2 separate regions of the Triticum aestivum genome follow, and region 1 is linked to region 2. A link is a contact called in public Hi-C data. All regions are on one chromosome and are shown on one strand. Each heading gives the region's core, a stretch centred on a gene start, on an enhancer-like site or on the middle of the called end of the contact. The rest is flanking DNA. Distances are from core to core; before and after follow the strand shown.

The links. Hi-C and Micro-C count contacts between places; a contact is called where the count stands out from the background.
Region 1: a Hi-C map of leaf shows a contact between it and region 2, with 2.4 times the contacts expected there. The contact joins the promoter of LOC123075961 here to the enhancer-like site in region 2. A contact is called at or near these places in 3 of 5 Hi-C or Micro-C datasets (all in leaf).

The regions. Positions count from the first base shown.
Region 1 is chr3D:615,088,669-615,094,541 of IWGSC CS RefSeq v2.1, forward strand. LOC123075961 (glycine-rich cell wall structural protein-like) reads right to left here and starts at 2,876. Exons shown (of 1, transcript XM_044498450.1): 1 at 2,167-2,876. The coding sequence starts at 2,795. The coding sequence ends at 2,439.
Region 2 is chr3D:614,959,550-614,965,076 of IWGSC CS RefSeq v2.1, forward strand. No RefSeq gene overlaps it. Among protein-coding and RNA genes, the nearest start is that of LOC123081028, 52 kb to the right of the region's middle. Within about 2 kb of position 3,197, at least 1 of the 8 cell types and tissues checked has an H3K27ac peak or open chromatin away from gene starts, as enhancers often do. A contact at or near this core is called in leaf, where this site is marked.

The DNA.
Region 1 (5,873 bases), core at 1,626-4,125, 130 kb after region 2:
CTCTCCCTCCAACTAGTACATACATTTAAATTTACAAGCTTAAACATAGAACAAGCCCAATGTGTTGAAATAAATAAGCAATAAATAAACTCAAACATGTAAAATATCCATTTCTGAGCCTGGGCTCATCTGCACCCGGTGAATAGTAAATTCAAAATAATTACTAAAAAAATACTTTTCTTTTGTTTTAGGGCGTGAGGTTCGTGCCAAATTTCAGCTCGTTCCGACAGTTGAGTAGCTCTCAACAAAAATAATAATCGGTTAGAACAGTACACTATTTCTTGGACAACTGATTTGTATTTTTTATGAGAGTTACACAGTTGTCCAAACGAGCCAAAACATGGCACTGACGTTACGCACTGAAACATCTTTCCTTGGATTTTTTTTAAAAAAATTGTAGTATGTTATAGATTTTACTCTTCATGGCGGAGCAGATGAGCTCGGGAGCCAAATAGCCACACTCGAAACATGTCTCTTTCTTTTGGTGATATCTCCAAAACAAGCCTAATATGGCTGAAATTGGTTTTTTTTTCTAATCAATGATTATTTTTAAACTATTAATTTTCTTAAAAGGAGAGAATTAATTTTTCTGAAGTTAAATCATTGTTTTCAATTGAGCGGAATATGTGTTTGAACTTGGTGAAATAAGTTTTTTGAAATGAGTAACCCAGTGTTTTGAAATGAGTGGAGTCAACATTTTGAGATGAGTGATTGTTTTTTGAAAGGATATCTGCTATTTGAAGTGAGTGAAATCGATTTGTTTGAAATGCGTGATTTTTTAATTAACTAAAATAAGTATGATAAAATGAATGACATATGATATTTGAAATGAGTGAAATCAGTATTTCAAATTTGGTGAATTTATCTTTTTGAGGTAAGTGAAACCTGTTAGTTGAAATGAGTGAAATCAGTTATTTGAAATGACAGAAATTGGTTTAAAATGAGTAATTGGTGGAAATTAAGTGTTTTGAAATGAGTGGAATATATTTTTGGAACGAGGGAAACCATTTTCCAAAAGAGTGAAATAGGCTTCTCAATAAAGCGAAATCAGATTTTCAAAACAACTAAAATCGGTATTTTCAAATGAGAGAAATCAACATAACATAGGCATCTATCTATCTATCGATCTGTCTATCTATCTATCTATCTATCTATCTATCTATCTATCTATTATATATCAAAAGTAACTGATGGGTTACTTAGAAGCAAGAGAATTAGTTTTAAAAATCCATGTTAATTAGAAAATACTGGCCATTGATCTGGTGGGTCCTTCAAAATTATTATCATGTAACCGTTAGATATGCGCAACATATATATACCATTGTTGAAACCAACCATGAGTCCTTAACGTGCCATATCTTTATTCATGGTCTCTCGCAGGAAAACACAAACTCTCTTTGGAAGGCCTCTTAAGCAAGGGGATCTATCCCAAAAGTCCATTGTATACAAAACTAGAGAAATATTTTTACATGATAATGTGCCATACCTGGTCTCTCGCAGGAAAACACAAACTCCCTTTTGAAGGCCTCTTAGGAGAGGGTATCTATCCCTAAAGCCTAAGTATAAAAAACTGGAGTATTCCCTCGGCCAGTGATCCGCTGCAGCCGGCCGTAAACTAGTGTAATGTATACCTGTCATGGGAGTGAAGCTCCGAGAGACCGTACATACACATAATTTTACCTTTTTAGTTAAAATATGTTCAAAATATTACCGTTTTCGTCCAGCTTGCATGAAAACCGATTGTATTTGCATAAATTTTATCTTGTTTGCTGAAAAAAAGTTTGAAATATATGCGACTAGTATGGATGGCTGCCTTCCGCATCCGTGTCCGCAGACTGGTTTCCCCTATCCACGGATGGATGCGTGAGAAAATTTGCAGGTTGCCGTTAGAGATGCCCTAAAAGGCCACGGACGATTTCACTTAGCTGTTGGATCTTTCTCGTGGCACATCATAAAGTTTTGCGACTTTTCACCAATAATACTCGTACTGCGTATGAATGACGGAAGATTCAGATCAGAACATATCACTAGCAGATGCAAATGAGTAATTTCTAGCAAGTCAGCGGTGCTTAAGAATGAAGGACGTTCAAGGGAAAATGACACTATATTGTTTGGACTTTGGAGCTTAATAAATTTTCGAAAAGTGGAGCTTAATAAATAAGCATCAATATGATACAAACACCGCAACACGGCTAACTTCATGCATCCATGCTCAGACCAAGAAACCATCTCACACACCAATGCTTTCATTTATACATTAACTAATCAGATACGAACACGATGAGGCTAATGACATGATGACACGTATGACTCATACATGCATGCTCACGCAGCTAATCAAAGGACTTCTTATTACACTAACAGATGCGTGTAAATGAAATCAGGGACACACGTACAGCTACTACCACGTTTACATACGCGCTCGTGTCCCGGCCACCTCAAGGTATCACGCCGCCGCCGCCGCCTCCCCCTCCTCCACCTCCACCACCAGCACCGAAGCCACCGCCGAAACCACCGAACGGCCCGGCACCGGCACCAAAGCCGCCGTGCGGGCCAAAGCCGGCGATGCCCCCGCCGAGAGGGCCACCGTTGACGGCACCGCCGAAGAGCCCGCCGTCACCACCATTGCTCCCAGCAAAGGCGGTCTTGGTTTCACCGAAACCAGAACCGTCTTGGCCGTTGCGACCGGCAGCAAGAGCAACAGTATCGCAGTCGTCGCGAGCAGGCATGCCCCTGCCCGCCACCGCCACCGCGAGGCACAGCAGGAGGGAGGCGATGCACCACCACTTGCTCATGGCTGGTTGGTCTCAGAGAGTTGGATGAGGCGAGTAACGCAGTGGCAGGGGGGTTTAAAGAGAGGACGACGACGAGATGGGCAGGTGCGAGCGCGTGACAGTAATTAAATGGTGGCAGCCGGCAAGCGGGTAGTTGTTGCCATGCATGGCGCAATAACTCGCAGATGAAGAAGTAGGTCCATCCGTCCATGGATTCAAAAGGTTGATGAGAAGTTATTGCGATGGAACGCAGGTGATTTGGTGCTGACACGATTTTACCCTGTGTTAGTTTTGACAGCCTAAAACGTGAACACTGTGCACGCTTTTCCCGATTATTAACCACTTGTAGAAACCAGCCAAAGGAGATTGTCGTCTGTTCTGTTCACCAGAGATGACTCGGTGCTTGTTCTGACTTCTCCCATGACGTGCAGTAACATGCAGTTAATATATGCGCAGCCTAAGGGTAACTGTAACCGATCCCCTATGCTGCGTTAGGGGGAGTAACGCACACCTAACCAAACTCCAATAGCCAATAGAGGAGGAAAAACTATCCACCAGGCCGTATCCCGCCTACATTTACTCCACCGTGCGGCGTTGGAGTAAAAATCCTTCACGTTATCTTCGCCTCCTCTGCCTCTCCTCCTCCCCCTCGGTGCCGCCGGCGCCTCCCCCCATTGTTCCCCACCAACCCCTCTCCTCCCAATGGCCGGGCGGTAGCCGGAGGTCCCCGCCGCCGATCCGCAGCGCGGATCCGCGCCACCACGCGAGCCGCGCATCCTCCTTCGTCAGATCCTCCTCAATCAGCCGCCGCCGCCACCGCCGCGACGATGCAGCTTCTCCGGCTTCCCCGACGTCCCTGCGCCGCGGCCGCCGCAGAGGGAGTGCCACGGCGTCCGGCAACGGTGGTGGGGGACTTGGGTGGCCGACATCCGGGACAGAGAAACCGGCCAATGATATTGGCTCGGGTCCTTTCACACGGCTGAACTCGCGGTGCTCGAGTACGACTGGTGGACCCTCTGAGTACCAGAGGAGAACGCTGGACGAAAGGGTAGTGGACGATGTTGTCGAGCTGAGCTTGCATACTTGTGCCATAAGTTCCCGCAGTAGGCAAAACCCATATCAACGCAGTCCTATATGAGGCAGGCGATGGCGATGCTCGCCGACCGGTTCGAGAAGGCGACGTCCAAGACGTTGTGTTCCTCTGGTGTGTATGCTTGCGTTGAGAGTTGAGAGTTGAGACAAGTATCATGTGGACATGGCCGAGGAGTACATGGAACATGCCGCTGTACCTGGCTGCCGGCCTACGTAAGGTGCATCAGCTGGTCCAGCATGTGCATGTTGCCGATGATAGGTAGCGGCCGCGGTGTAAACGAAGCAAAGCTGTATGAGTCTAAACGAAGCAAAGCTGTATGAGTGTCCACTCATGTTGCCCCAAGTCTTTGCGTGATGCAGTAATAGCATGCCTGCAAAACTAACCAGTGCGATGCGCTGTACATACATATGTGCAGAAAGTCACTGGCAGCAACACAACTCTATATATATTCAGGTCCTGAAGCAAGTGCTCTGTGGTGTCAGCCAGTTTTGGAGCTTAACCTGCTTAGTAAGGGCCTGTTCGGTAGCTTCTCAACTCCAATAAATCCTCAAATCCAGCTTCTCTTTTCCATCGCCAGCTTCCGACCCAAGCGCTAGCGCTCAGAAATCCGTTCGGTGTCTCACCTCCAGGTTTCGATCGCCATAGATGGGCTGCCAGCCATCTTCAGTGGGATTCGGCCTTATTGGACATTGATGAGAGGCCGAAGTGAGCCCAAGATGGAGGCTGGATGGAAAGCCACGTGAGGCCCAGTTCCTAGGGGCTGAAAAGATGGCTAAAGGCCTAGTTTGGAGTGCCTGGAGGGCATTTTTCAGCCTAGTTCGCTGGCAGGCAGCGTTTTTTCTCCTTTTCCTCTGCTTTCTTTCTCTAACAGAGATGGCAAGATTCGCCGGGACAAAGAGTTGCCTTTTCTTTTCTGTGCGTTTTTGACAACCAGAGAACTATAAAGGGTAGTTTGCAATACTTTCTGTACATAAATTATAAATTATTAAACAGAAATGTATTTTCAATGAAAATATATATATGGCAACACATATCTTAAGGACCAAGACAGTCTGCACGTATTTCATATAACAAAGGGCACAATATTTGCATAAGTTTGCAAATCAAAAGTGGTACATGTTCCTAACATGTACTTCACCAACCTAGAGCAATGTCAGTAGCAAGTTGGTTCCTAAACAGATCCATGTCAACACCGTTTTCCTCCGAAGTTGATGTATCTGAAGCATTTGTCGGAACAGAAAATTTCCTATACCGTTCAGGAATTGTTGGCACATAATCCGGATCCCTATCACATCGAACAAAGTGGAGATCTGATTTGTCATGGAAGCGAACATAGTTGTGCAATGCCATAGTAGCAGCAACTATCATCTTTTGGGTTTCAATTGAGTAGCTTGGCATCTTCAAAAGTATTTGCCATTTCATCTTCCAAACTCCAAAGGTTCTCTCTATGCAATTGCGTTTGGATGAATGGATCTTGTTCAACTTCTCCTTAGGAGTATTCGGTGGTGCACCTCTTTGAAAGTCAGGGACATGATACCTTTCTTCTTTGTAGGGTGCAAGATATCCAATTCTATTAGGATAGCCAGCGTCTACAAGGTAGTACTTGCCTAAATAACATAGAGAGTAATGAATGTAAGTTGTTGGATATATGAGATAACTTGCAACAAGTAAAAAAGCTCACCTTTTGGCGGATGGGGAAAGGTAGCCTTGTCCATATGCATTGCGGTATATAGCACAGTTGTGTCATGCATAGAACCAGGTTGACCAATAGAAGCATAAGTGAAATGCATATCAAAGTCACATATTGCCATCACATTCTGAGTTATTGCTCAGTTCTTCCGATGTACCTCACTTGTCCGGCCTCATGAATAGAAGCCCTAATGTGAGTCCCATCTATTGCACCAATGCAGTCTTTCAAGTGTGGATAAGACCTTCTGTCATTCAGAATCCTTGGATGTATGGTCCTAAAATTTGCGTCCTTAGGCTTGATGTAGTCAGCAGACATC
Region 2 (5,527 bases), core at 1,947-4,446:
GTGACTCGGCCGCGATCGCTTCTGCAGCTAGCCAAGGACAGCCGGAAGAGGAACTGCCGCCACGCCAGCCGACGCTGCCGCGGTGCCGCCGAGCAGAAGGCCAACCGGTGTGGTGTCCTACACTCCTCCTTTTTTCTCTGGCTAATTTTGATACAAACTAACTTGCAAAGTTGTACAACAGTTTACTAATTAGTAATATGTTTTGGAACAATTTTTTGTCTAGTTGCTGTCTTGTTGAAGTTCAGAAGTTGTCACAGATTTGAGATATTCAATAGTTGTTCGTGCAAGTCCAAAATCAAGGTTCTATCTTTTCTATTCTAACTATCTATACAAGTTACCCTTCTATCCTAATTCTACTAGACCATAAAGGCGCGCGTTGCCGCGCTCGTCCATTCTAAAATAATAATAATAGAAATATCTGAGTAATTTGAACAATTCAAATTATTGTGCTTCAAGTTCAGAACCATAGAAAAAGACTGTTTGCTTTTGCTAGAATACACTTTGTTTAACTAAGAGGCCACACGAAACGTTATACTCTCACATGCCCAATCCATCCTTGAGATAAAAGAATTTAAGGTCATCCTACTTACATTCTATTGCTTGCATACCTGCAGGAGAATAGTGATCTACACAGGGAGCAGGTACCATAGGAAGTCACCACAGGAAGATGATGTAGAACAAACTATGCACACATTTGTGTCAATAATATAATATCAGTAGTTTAGTGCCATTAGCAGGTGCTTTACTAATAAATGGGAGGGGGTTTGCATGACTCGCTGCAAAGAATCAAAATAGCGACACTATATCAGGAATTCAGGATTAAGATAAAGGGTTCAATCTTAACCCCACCCCCACCCCTGCGTCATAGAAAGTGTGGCAAGGCCGAACAAGTTACCTATCTGATCAGTGAAAATTAGTAAACAAGTTGCCTTCACAAAACAAAAGAGATACTGTAACCTGCACCATCCTCATGGATCATGGTGTAGCAACCACCACTTCAGAAAAAACATGCACGTACCCTTGAATAACTGAGAGGAAGCAGAAGGAAAAGGGGTTTCCCATTCCACCACATGTGTTTGTCTCCCGTAGTCAGCATGCTGAGAAGATTGGGATCCGGGTGGAAAGCTATACGGCTGCGGTGATGGCGGCACACTGTCTCTCCTTCACCGCTGCATCCCCTGCAGCGAGCAACCTAATAGCCAAGGAGGCTACCGGCAAGCCAGCTGCTGCCTGCAGCTGGGTGGGACGATGGTACCTGGTACGTGGGCGGATGATGGACGATGGGCGGACAGGGAATGGAGCGGACGTGGTAATCGGATATATATACAGTAGGATTTTGGTAGGGCGTGCGGCGGCGAGCTGCACTTCCAGCCCACGCGCGCTCTTTTTTTCCGAGATGGATACATCGGTGAATGAGAGAGCGCCAAGTCGCTGTCCGGAGCAGCAGCCCCTTAAATTTGGGCCGGCCGGGACGCACGAGTTGGAGTAGTAGAAACGGCCGTCAGGGTAAGGTGGGATGACAGGACGATCCGGAGCGTTGAAAGACCGATCGAACGGTTTGGAGTGTTAAATCGCTGTGGAGAGCCGTAGCTCGCCCCATTATACTGTTTCTCAATTATTGCATATACAGAAATCTATGGGCCCTCTTGATATTCTAGAGGTTTCGATGAAGCGCCCCTTCACATCCTAATGCTATTATTGCATAAAGGAGTTTTGTTAACCATTCATGTAACTGGTGCATCTGCGGAAAGGAGCTTTCTCAACTCAAGTTGTTGAAATCCTACTTGCGTTCTACTATGACACAAGAAAGACTCAATGGTTTGGAGACAATAGCAGTTGAAAATGATGTTTTGGAGAAGATTAATTATGTAGATATAATTGAAGATTTTATTTCAAGGAACACAAGACGGATGACACTTTTCAATAGAGCAAGAGGTCAGTTTATTGGTTTTAGTATTTTGCATTGATACTCGAGAATTTTCTAAACACTGTACGAAATAACATAAAGTTAAATTATATAATTAAGTGATTATGCTTGAGTTATATTATGTTTTTTTAATGTTAGGGCCTCATTTTCCTTTTCGCACCCGGGCCCCGAATTCCAGGAGACGGCCCTGGTGGCATGGTTGTGGCATGTACGTACATACACCATGATATATACTCGCTCCGTTCACAAATATAAGATGTTTTAACCTTTTTTTAATAGGATGTATATACACACCTTTTAGTGTGTTTGTTCACTCATTTCAATCCATGTGTAGTTTATATTAAAATATTCAAAACATCTTATATTTGTGAAAGGAGGGAGTATTTCTTTGACCCTGCAACCTTAGTTGGTTCATATATGCACTTAAAATTCATAGCCTTCTCCTGACTAGCATATCATGTTAATGGTCAACATAATGATATACATCATTAATTGACAAATGGTACTCTTCATTATCAGTATTATGCACTGCAGGCAATATATTAGGTAAGTTTTTTGTTGGGTCCTTTTTTTCAGAATCATTGTTAGATCCTTTTTTTTTAGATTTGGATCCTTTATTGTTTTGAATGTGAAAGAATCCACCAGTGAGGCAAGTATTTAGGCTACGAGGTGACAGAACATGGTCTTCACACTATTGGGCCTTCTCGTTGAACTTTTTTTTTCTGTGCTGGCCGTCTTGTTGATTTTCATGAATATATAAGAAGTAAAATGCATTGTCAATCACTAAACTTGTTAGTATCTTCTTCGATCCATCTGTTCATAGAAGAGCCTCTCTTCCTAATACAAAACATGTCACAATCTTATACCTGAACGTGATGCCATGAAAAAAAAATCTTATATCCAATAACACCTACAGCACCAACAAACCAGATGATATGCCATCATATGGCAAGGGACGATACATCATACATATGCCATGTCACTTTTGGACGATTCATCATTCATCGGTTGATCCAATACTTCAATTATTGACTGTGATGTTGGACCCTTACCCCATACATACGTACACTCATACATGTCGGCCGATGTCTCATTTGGTGTGCGTGTCTCAACATATGGGACAACAACAATGACATCTAAGCTAATTATGTTGCCAAACCTGCGATGACTAGGCTCTTCTTCCCACAAAACCCTAGCCGACACGAAGTCACCGCCGCCTCCCTCCCCATCCTAGTGTGGTCCCGTGGACTCAATTATATTTCGATGGACAAACACTTCCATTGTGCTGCTAAATATCTGTGTCGAACTATCTCCTTTAATTATACCGCACCACATAGTATATGCCATGTCATTTTCAGATGATTCATCCATCCATCAATTGATACAAACCTTGAATTATTGTTCCTGCTGGAGGAATATATACCACACATACAGACATGTCGACTGGTGATTCAACGTCCGTGCCGCGGCTCAGGTGATGACGTACGACAGCGATAGATAAGCTAATAGTCACAAAGTTCGACTTCCACGTCTTGCAATAACTTTGTCGACTGATCATCCCATTGGGTCAGAATTAGAGGGGAATACAAACAACAAGATGATGTAAAATTGTAACCACTTGCGTACTTCCTCTCACGCCGGCATATGTACATGGTTGCAGACATGTGCGTACGTACATACGCACGCGCAACCGCCAATTAGTTATGGCCAAGTACGCCATGATATTTTCTATGACCTAGCTTGCAAAACATATCTTTTATCGATTGGGTCATATGTAGTGCCAACTGCCAAGAGAAGAATCGATCATAGACTAATGTGACACGGTTACACGTCTTAATTTTGCTAGTTAATTTGGTTAATCAGCACAGCTTCTTCTTCCTGGTGTGCGCGGTTTATGGATGATGGATCGAATCGGGCAGGTTGGTGTCAGGCCGATCGCAATATTTGTCATATCCGTCACCAAGATAAATATTGAACTGTTGATTTAGGACCTCAGGGTGTACAGTGGGTAGGTGTAATTCTTCTAGAATCAGTTGGTAGGTGTTAACAATGACAATTTGATTAATCGCCTTGCCCTAATTACATGACTCGCTAGCTAGCGAGAACGATGATGACCATGGTGAGTTGGTAATTCCGACAAAGTTCTTCGGACAAGTAATTAGACGTATTCTTCGCATGCGCGCATGTGGGTTATAGGTGACCAAATCAAAATTAAGCTGCCTGCACGGCTGCACCCATGTGTTCCATTCTGAAGCGAATTGGGAGTAATTTGACATATGTATTACTTGATGAAGAAAAATAAATATGGGAATCTACTAACATATATACGCCATGCTAATTGGAGTGTGATTGCACATCTTCTGTGAGCCTCCAAACTCAGCAAAGCTTTCGATTTCGTGGCAAAAGTATTCACAAAGAAAAAGCGTACAAAGTTGGAATAAATGCATGAAAAGTAGCCGTATAAAAGGTCCAAGCCCACCACGAGGCAGCATGGGCGGAGATTGCAGCTAGTTGGGGTTTTGAAATAATTATTCGATACTATTAGAAGGAGTATATATATGCATTGCTTCTTGATAGGGATGTGATTTTGATATTGACAGGTTAATTTGTTTCGTCGTGCCACTGGTGCCACCTAGCTAGGCATTTAGCGATACCTCAAGCTAGCTAGGCATGTCATGGCGCAAACTCCAAAGCACAAAGGACCCAGCGATATTCATATATAGAGGCGTATTTTCGATCTGATGGAATATACACGATGCTCGGGCGTAGTACGTACATTGCATGGATAGAGCTAGTAGTAGCATGACGTTAAAAAGACCAATACTACACACACAGGCATCTATTTTACAGGGTTCACGGAGAGGCTTAGGTGGGCTTTTTTGATTGGGTGGTGTAAATCAAGGTGGGGGGCCAACCTTAGCTGAAAATCAGGGGGACAAGTTTAATTAGTTGGATAGAGCCCGTAATAGCCTGTAATAGTCCGTGTGTGTAGCATTTTTGCGTTAAAAGTCAGGGAACCAAGTATAAGTGAAACTGGCTTAATCTCCATGCTCAATGATGCATCCTGTGATTGGGGTTAATTCCATTAATTAAGCATGTCGTACATTGGTCGCCTCTCTGAGACTCGATGAACTCCCTTCCGTCCATCGTTCATGTATGTACTGTACATGCATGCATTGTTCCATCATAATGTAGTACTCCCTCCGTTTAGAAATACTTGTCGGAGGACCGGATGTATCTAGACGTATTTTAGTCCTAGATACATCCATTTTTATGCATTTCTGTGACAAGTATTTCCGGACGAAAGGAGTACGTACTATTGAGTTCACTGATGATCACGCATCATGACATGTCGCCGTTTCTTACGTACGTATAGTTAATTAGGCGGCGGCTTGATTTGATCGTGCAACTACCATTGCGCAAGTACCTATTTCCGCTGCCTATCACTGGTGTACTGGTTCCTTAATTTGGACCGAAAAAAGAAGAGATCAAAAGACGCCGACACGTGATCGTCTAGAAATTAAGGCAGGCCCGTTGCCGCGGACGCCGGTGGGTGGATGGAGTTGTTTGTTCAGCAGAAGGGCCGCCCGCGTGCGTGCA